Regions from separate parts of the Rattus norvegicus genome. Here region 1 is linked to region 2. A link is a contact called in public Hi-C data. All regions are on one chromosome and are shown on one strand. The core of a region is the stretch at or near the end of the contact, and the rest is flanking DNA. Distances in the headings are between cores, read along the strand shown.

Region 1 (2,700 bases), core at 173-2,672, 39 kb after region 2:
GACTAACGCAGGCTGACACCAGTTGTGTGGGACCTCCTGGTCAGTGGCTAAAGTGGTTGTCTATTAGAAGAGGTCTGGATGTAACAGTTCTAGGAAGACACACTTTTGGCATCTAGGGGACTCCAATGGAAAAATCAGCTGGAAGGGCATTTCGTGACCATAGAGAGTGACTCCTGTTCTCAGTCCCCAGGGCAATGCAAAAGCAGCCATCACTCTCCCCAAGCTGTGGAATATACAGGGATAGAGAAAACCCCGAGGGAACGCTCATGTCACTCCCAAGGGGCTGGCTTCCGAAAGGGCAGAACCTCAGGTCTAAAGGACCAAAACAGATCACCATATAGCCTTAAGGGGAGAGGGGGGATGAGGACGGGGAACAGCTTGACCCACTACCACAGCACTGGAGGAAACCACTGGTGGACAGAGGCAGGAAGGCAGCAAGGAATTCCCTCAGTGATGATAAAGTTATTTCCTGCCCATTCCTTATCTCCTGGCTGTCTCCAACAGACCCAGGCAAGCACCATGCATTCCCCTCACAAACCCAGGAAGCAAAGTATAGCTGGTTTCTGCATTCCAAGGCATGTTAATTTTCCCAAACTACCATCAGTGTGGCTGAACATCTGGGGGGAAAGCAGGGAGGGTCTGTAGGGCCTGCCTCTTTGGGTCAGGGATCCTAATGAGCATTCTGGCTCCTCCCTGGGGAATCTCCTCTACTCCCCTAACTCTCTCTGAGGGATGCCCATGCCCTCTGTGTACCCAGGGGGCAGGTGCCATCCCTGCCCCATGCTGCTTGTTCATCAAAAAGCCCTTGAGTCTTCCTTGCCATCTAATTATGCACAGCGGCCATAAAGACGCTTTCTCCCTTACCAAAGAGGCCTATTTATATGATGAGAGAGCACTTCGCCCCCACAAGATTGAGTCGTCACTCAAAGCCTTGTTGGAATCAAAGCCTCATCTCTTCAGAAATGCCCGGACTCCCTCCCCCCGCCTCTCCCTCTCCAGCTTGGCCCACTTCTGAGCATCTGTGTTCGCCGAAGTGCCACCGTGGAGTGGGCAGGATGTGGATGCTGTTCCCCACTGCTGTGGTCCTTCACATTTTGCTGACAGAGTCACTCAGTGCACAATATTTGCTGAGGGCCTACTATGTGTCATACTGAAAACCTACTGTGTGTGCTTACTGAGAATGATGGAATGAAAGATAAGGCCCCTGCCCTTCTTGAGAGAACGGCAGTAAGAGAAGAAAGGTCACACTCCATGACTGACTCCGAGCCAACTCCAGAGTCCACTGTCTGGGCAAGTTACCAACATCTCAGAGTCCTCAATTGCCTCACTGGAGAAATGAGGTAACAATAAAGTCAACCCCGGAGGGTTGTTGGGGAACAATAGGATCCAGGCATGTAAACCTGACACGCTGTCTGCACTCATGATGCACTACCTGAAAACATCAACAAGGGTGGATTTCACCAACATGCATGACTCTGAAGTTTCCGGAGAGGTGAGCTTCAAAGGATGAGTAAGGGTTTTCTAGGTCAACGGGGACATATCACAGGGGAGAACTTTGTGTGTCAAGAGCCAGAGGGGATAATGGGGCTTTAGGTTGGGGATGGAGGCTACCATGCAGGGAACAGAGATCCAGACTCATACATGGACCAATAGCCCAGAACCCTGACACCTCTATTAATCTATGCCCAGTCCCACAGACATACTTCACAAAGCTCTGAGGGCCTACGACCTAGGAAAGGCTGTGTCCTCTGAGTCCTGACTCCAGTGGTTTAGGCTATAAGCCTCTCTGACCCCTTTCCCACAGTGCACCATGACACTTGTGGCAGAATGATGACATACTGGTCACCAGCCCTCCTACCCCCCTGCATTGAGTTGTCCATTTAACACATGTGGCCAGGGCTAGCTCAGATAATGGTGTTTTCACCAAGTTCTTGATAAGGGTCAGCACTTATTTTTGTTACGTTTGACTGCCGGGATGGTGAAAAGCCAATCTCCAAAGCTCAGGGCCCCAATCATTCACCAACTCCTAGAAAAAAATAGCTAGGCTTCCACTGTCTGTTCAGCCCTGACTTGGACACCAAAGGACCTGCCCTACATCTGAACCACCAGGTGCTCCACCCACGCATCTCCTCCTAGAGCTCCTGACACACTAACTCAGGTCATGGAGAGGGGAAGGACTTAAGGTCATCTCAATTTCTACTGTCCTAACACCCGGCACAACAAAAGTGACCCTTCAGATCTTATGAATGAATTAATTAATATTCTATTAAGGGACTTTCCTAACACAGGAAAGCTGAGTCTTAAGGGTCACATGCTCACCAACCAGGTTCAGCTATGTTTTGCCTTTCTTGTTTCACTTCAACTCTACCCACCTCACCCCATGCCCTCTCCAATGTGAGAGACCAATGGTTCACAAATCCCAATATCCTGGCACCTGTATAATGCACTCATTCATCTACCCATCCATCCATCCATCCATCCATCCATCCATCCATCCATCCGTTCATCCATCCATTTATCCATCCATCCACCCATTCGTTTGCAGCAAGAGCATCCTTGAAATAATCCCTTGAAAAGCAACTACTTGGTCATCCCTAACAATATGGAGACCACCAATGACACCAGTGAGGGCCGAATGGGTAGAATCAGATGTCCTGCATCCTAATCAAAGCTTCTTAGATCTGCAACCTTGGACAGGTT
Region 2 (2,700 bases), core at 14-2,513:
TTTGTGTATTGTTTCTTTTATTTTGTATGATGCTCTCAATGGTTATCCGACTGTGATGTGCATTCGTATTTCATTTTGCGGCTGAATAGCATTCGGTTATCAATCAGTCGATGGGCATTTGAGTGGTTTCCACTGTTTGGTCATTATAAATAACACTGGTCTGAATTTCCAATGTAAATTGTCTTATGTGTATGTGTGCTCACTCCCCTAGGAGTGGGATTGCTGGGTCATGTCTCTGCGTTTGTATCTTTTAGGAGCTGCCAAATCCGTTCCAAAATGCCGAACCATTTCACCTTTCCACCAGCACTGCCTAAGAACATACTTGGGGGCTGGAGAGATGGGTCAGAGGTTAAGAGCACTGACTGCTCTCCCAGAGGTCCTGAGTTCAAATCTCAGCAACCACATGGTGGCTCACGACCATCTGTAATGGGATCCGATGCCCTTTTCTGGTGTGTCCGAAGACGGCTACAGTGTACTCATAAATAAAATAAATGAGAAATCCTTTTTTAAAAAGATCTTTAAAAACAACAACAGTAACAAAAGAACACACTCGACTGTTCTAACCTCGGAGCCCACATGCTCTCCCTGCAGGCTACACCACTGCCTCACTGGCAGGTGCAGCAACCTGCAGATGGCCTAACCCAAGGCTGGCTGCCACCGTCCCTAAGGCTCACCTTCAGAGCCTGCTCTTTGAAGTACTGTAGGGCGTAAGTGAAGATCTCCAGGGCTTTGACTTTCTTGCCATTTGCCGCTGTCAGGTCTGTATCCATGGTGAGGTCCTGGAGGGAGAAAGGTGTGACCGCGGTTAAGGAGAACCAACCGTGCCTTTGGTTTGCGAGCGGCTGTTTGGAGACCAGTGGAACCCTGCTTCCCTATGTTTAGAGAGACAGAGAAAATGTACTCCCCTATCCCCAGTGAACCAGGCAGTAAAGCCTCCTTACTGTATTAAAGCTGTGGGGGTTCTCTCCAGGCCCCACCTTCACTGTGTCCTCCTTCCTTCCCTCCCTTCTCTCCCTTTCTAGGATCCTCAGGAACGGGAGCCTCTGGCCAATGGCGAGTCCTGGGAGTGGATAGCAGGTGCCAAGCCCGGTGCAGTTTACATGCAACTTCCAGACATGGGTCACCCTTGGGAGCTCTGTGACAGCAGCTTAAATCATGCCACTTCGCTGCCAAGCGGGACGCTAACGCGCAGCAGCCTCTCCTTCCGCGGCGAGCTGCCAGCCGAGTCACTAAAATAGAAGAGCTCCTATTTTAAGGCCGGTTCTGTCTAATCTGCTGAAAGCCGGGCAGGCATCGCTGCCTCTCTGGCCCTGCCAGAGGCCAAGCAGCTGCTGTACATGGTCCTCTGAGAGAGGATACCTCGAAGAGTGGCCAGATGGTGGGTGGAAAGAGGTCATCAAAAAAATGATGAGAGGGTCTCCTGGGGGAGGGGAGAGGATGGGTGGGTGTGGAAGGAAGCCCCTAGACTAACCCACTTATTAGTCTCAGGAACGAATTAATCAGGCTGATGTAGGCTTGATAGCCAGGCTTTGCCTCTGTTTGGAGGCAGGGCCACAAGTTGCTAATGGGTCCTCGTGGAATATCCTAACCCGTCTGCTCATGCTCACCGCCTCCAGCCAGCACCCCCTTCTCCCGATGCCCAGCAAGGGGCCCAGCTTCTAGACTCTTCTGCTCAGCCAGGCAGCGGAGTCCGGAGAAGCTACAGTTCGACCTGTGCCTCCATTGCCCCAGTCCCGACATGCAGCACTGGGTCCCTTCTGGAAGAATGCGTGAGTCCTTCTCAGCCAGGAGAAATGCAACCTCCTGTAGGCCTGGAGCCCTGGAGGGCCGGGTGTCAGCGGAGGCAGTTTTCTTGCGAGCTCTGTGCTGTCTCCTCAAATGCTAACGGAAGCTACCATTCCACTAGAACTTTGCTTCCTCTTCGAACATCATGTATTTACAGCACTTTGATCCTTATGCCCCCCCTGTGGACACAATGTTGTAACTGTCTCCATTTCAGAAAGGAGTGTGAGCTGGTCCTGGTGGTGTGGGCACAGGAATGTTGGCTCGAGATCGATCCTTTGCTTGGGCGGGGATGAAGAGGAGCTGGTCCTGGCAGTGTTGGCATGGGGGAGCTGGCGGGCTGACCAGCTCAGCCACCAGCCAGGCCCAGATCCAGGCCTTTGAGCTGGCTCACCCCATCATCTACCAATCTTTGAGCTGCTGGAGCATGTGAAGGGGCCGGTCCTACAGACCCAAAGCTGCAGGATCTCCATGACACGGGACAACAACAGGATGTCCAAGAGGAGTCCCCATGAGGACCCACGATTGATAGTATAGCAGAAGCCAGAGGCCTCAAACCAGACCAATGACTCATTGTAATGAACATTTGTAAGTAAAGTTGTTTGAGAAAAACGAGTATATACTCTTTGACACACTGTGGCGTGCCAAGGCTCCCACGTGAGATGGGGTTTGGGGGGAGGTGGGGGAGGAGGTTACAAGGGTGGAAAGCAGCTGTGGAGGGGCTGGGAAACGAGTGGGATTTGGGGTTCATGATGTGAAATTCACGAAGAATCAACAGAAATTATGCAAATAAACAAGTTTTTTAAAGGAAGCACATGACTTGGACTAAGTGTCTTAGAGGAATCAGGGGTGGGATTGAAACCCAAGGCATGTGGCCAGAGTCTGAGGTCTTCATCTAGTTTCTACCTTCCCCGTGAA

What was found. Hi-C and Micro-C count contacts between places; a contact is called where the count stands out from the background.
Region 1: a contact with region 2 is called in a Hi-C map of frontal cortex, with 2.3 times the contacts expected there. The contact joins the promoter of LOC134485262 here to the enhancer-like site in region 2. A contact is called at or near these places in 4 of 12 Hi-C or Micro-C datasets (Schwann cells, frontal cortex, hepatocytes and 1 more).

What each region holds. Positions count from the first base shown.
Region 1 is chr1:267,985,914-267,988,613 of GRCr8, forward strand. It overlaps LOC134485262, which reads left to right and starts at 1,423. Exons shown (of 3, transcript XM_063281049.1): 1 at 1,423-1,492. The coding sequence starts at 1,470. All of the region lies in intron 1 of Hspa12a (heat shock protein family A (Hsp70) member 12A), which reads right to left.
Region 2 is chr1:267,947,123-267,949,822 of GRCr8, forward strand. Hspa12a (heat shock protein family A (Hsp70) member 12A) reads right to left here. Exons shown (of 12, transcript NM_001107445.1): 5 at 675-779. It overlaps LOC134485263 (a long non-coding RNA gene), which reads left to right. Exons shown (of 3, transcript XR_010063322.1): 3 at 255-678. Among named protein-coding and RNA genes, the nearest start is that of Spmip5, 29 kb to the left of the region's middle. Within about 2 kb of position 1,264, at least 20 of the 93 cell types and tissues checked have an H3K27ac peak or open chromatin away from gene starts, as enhancers often do.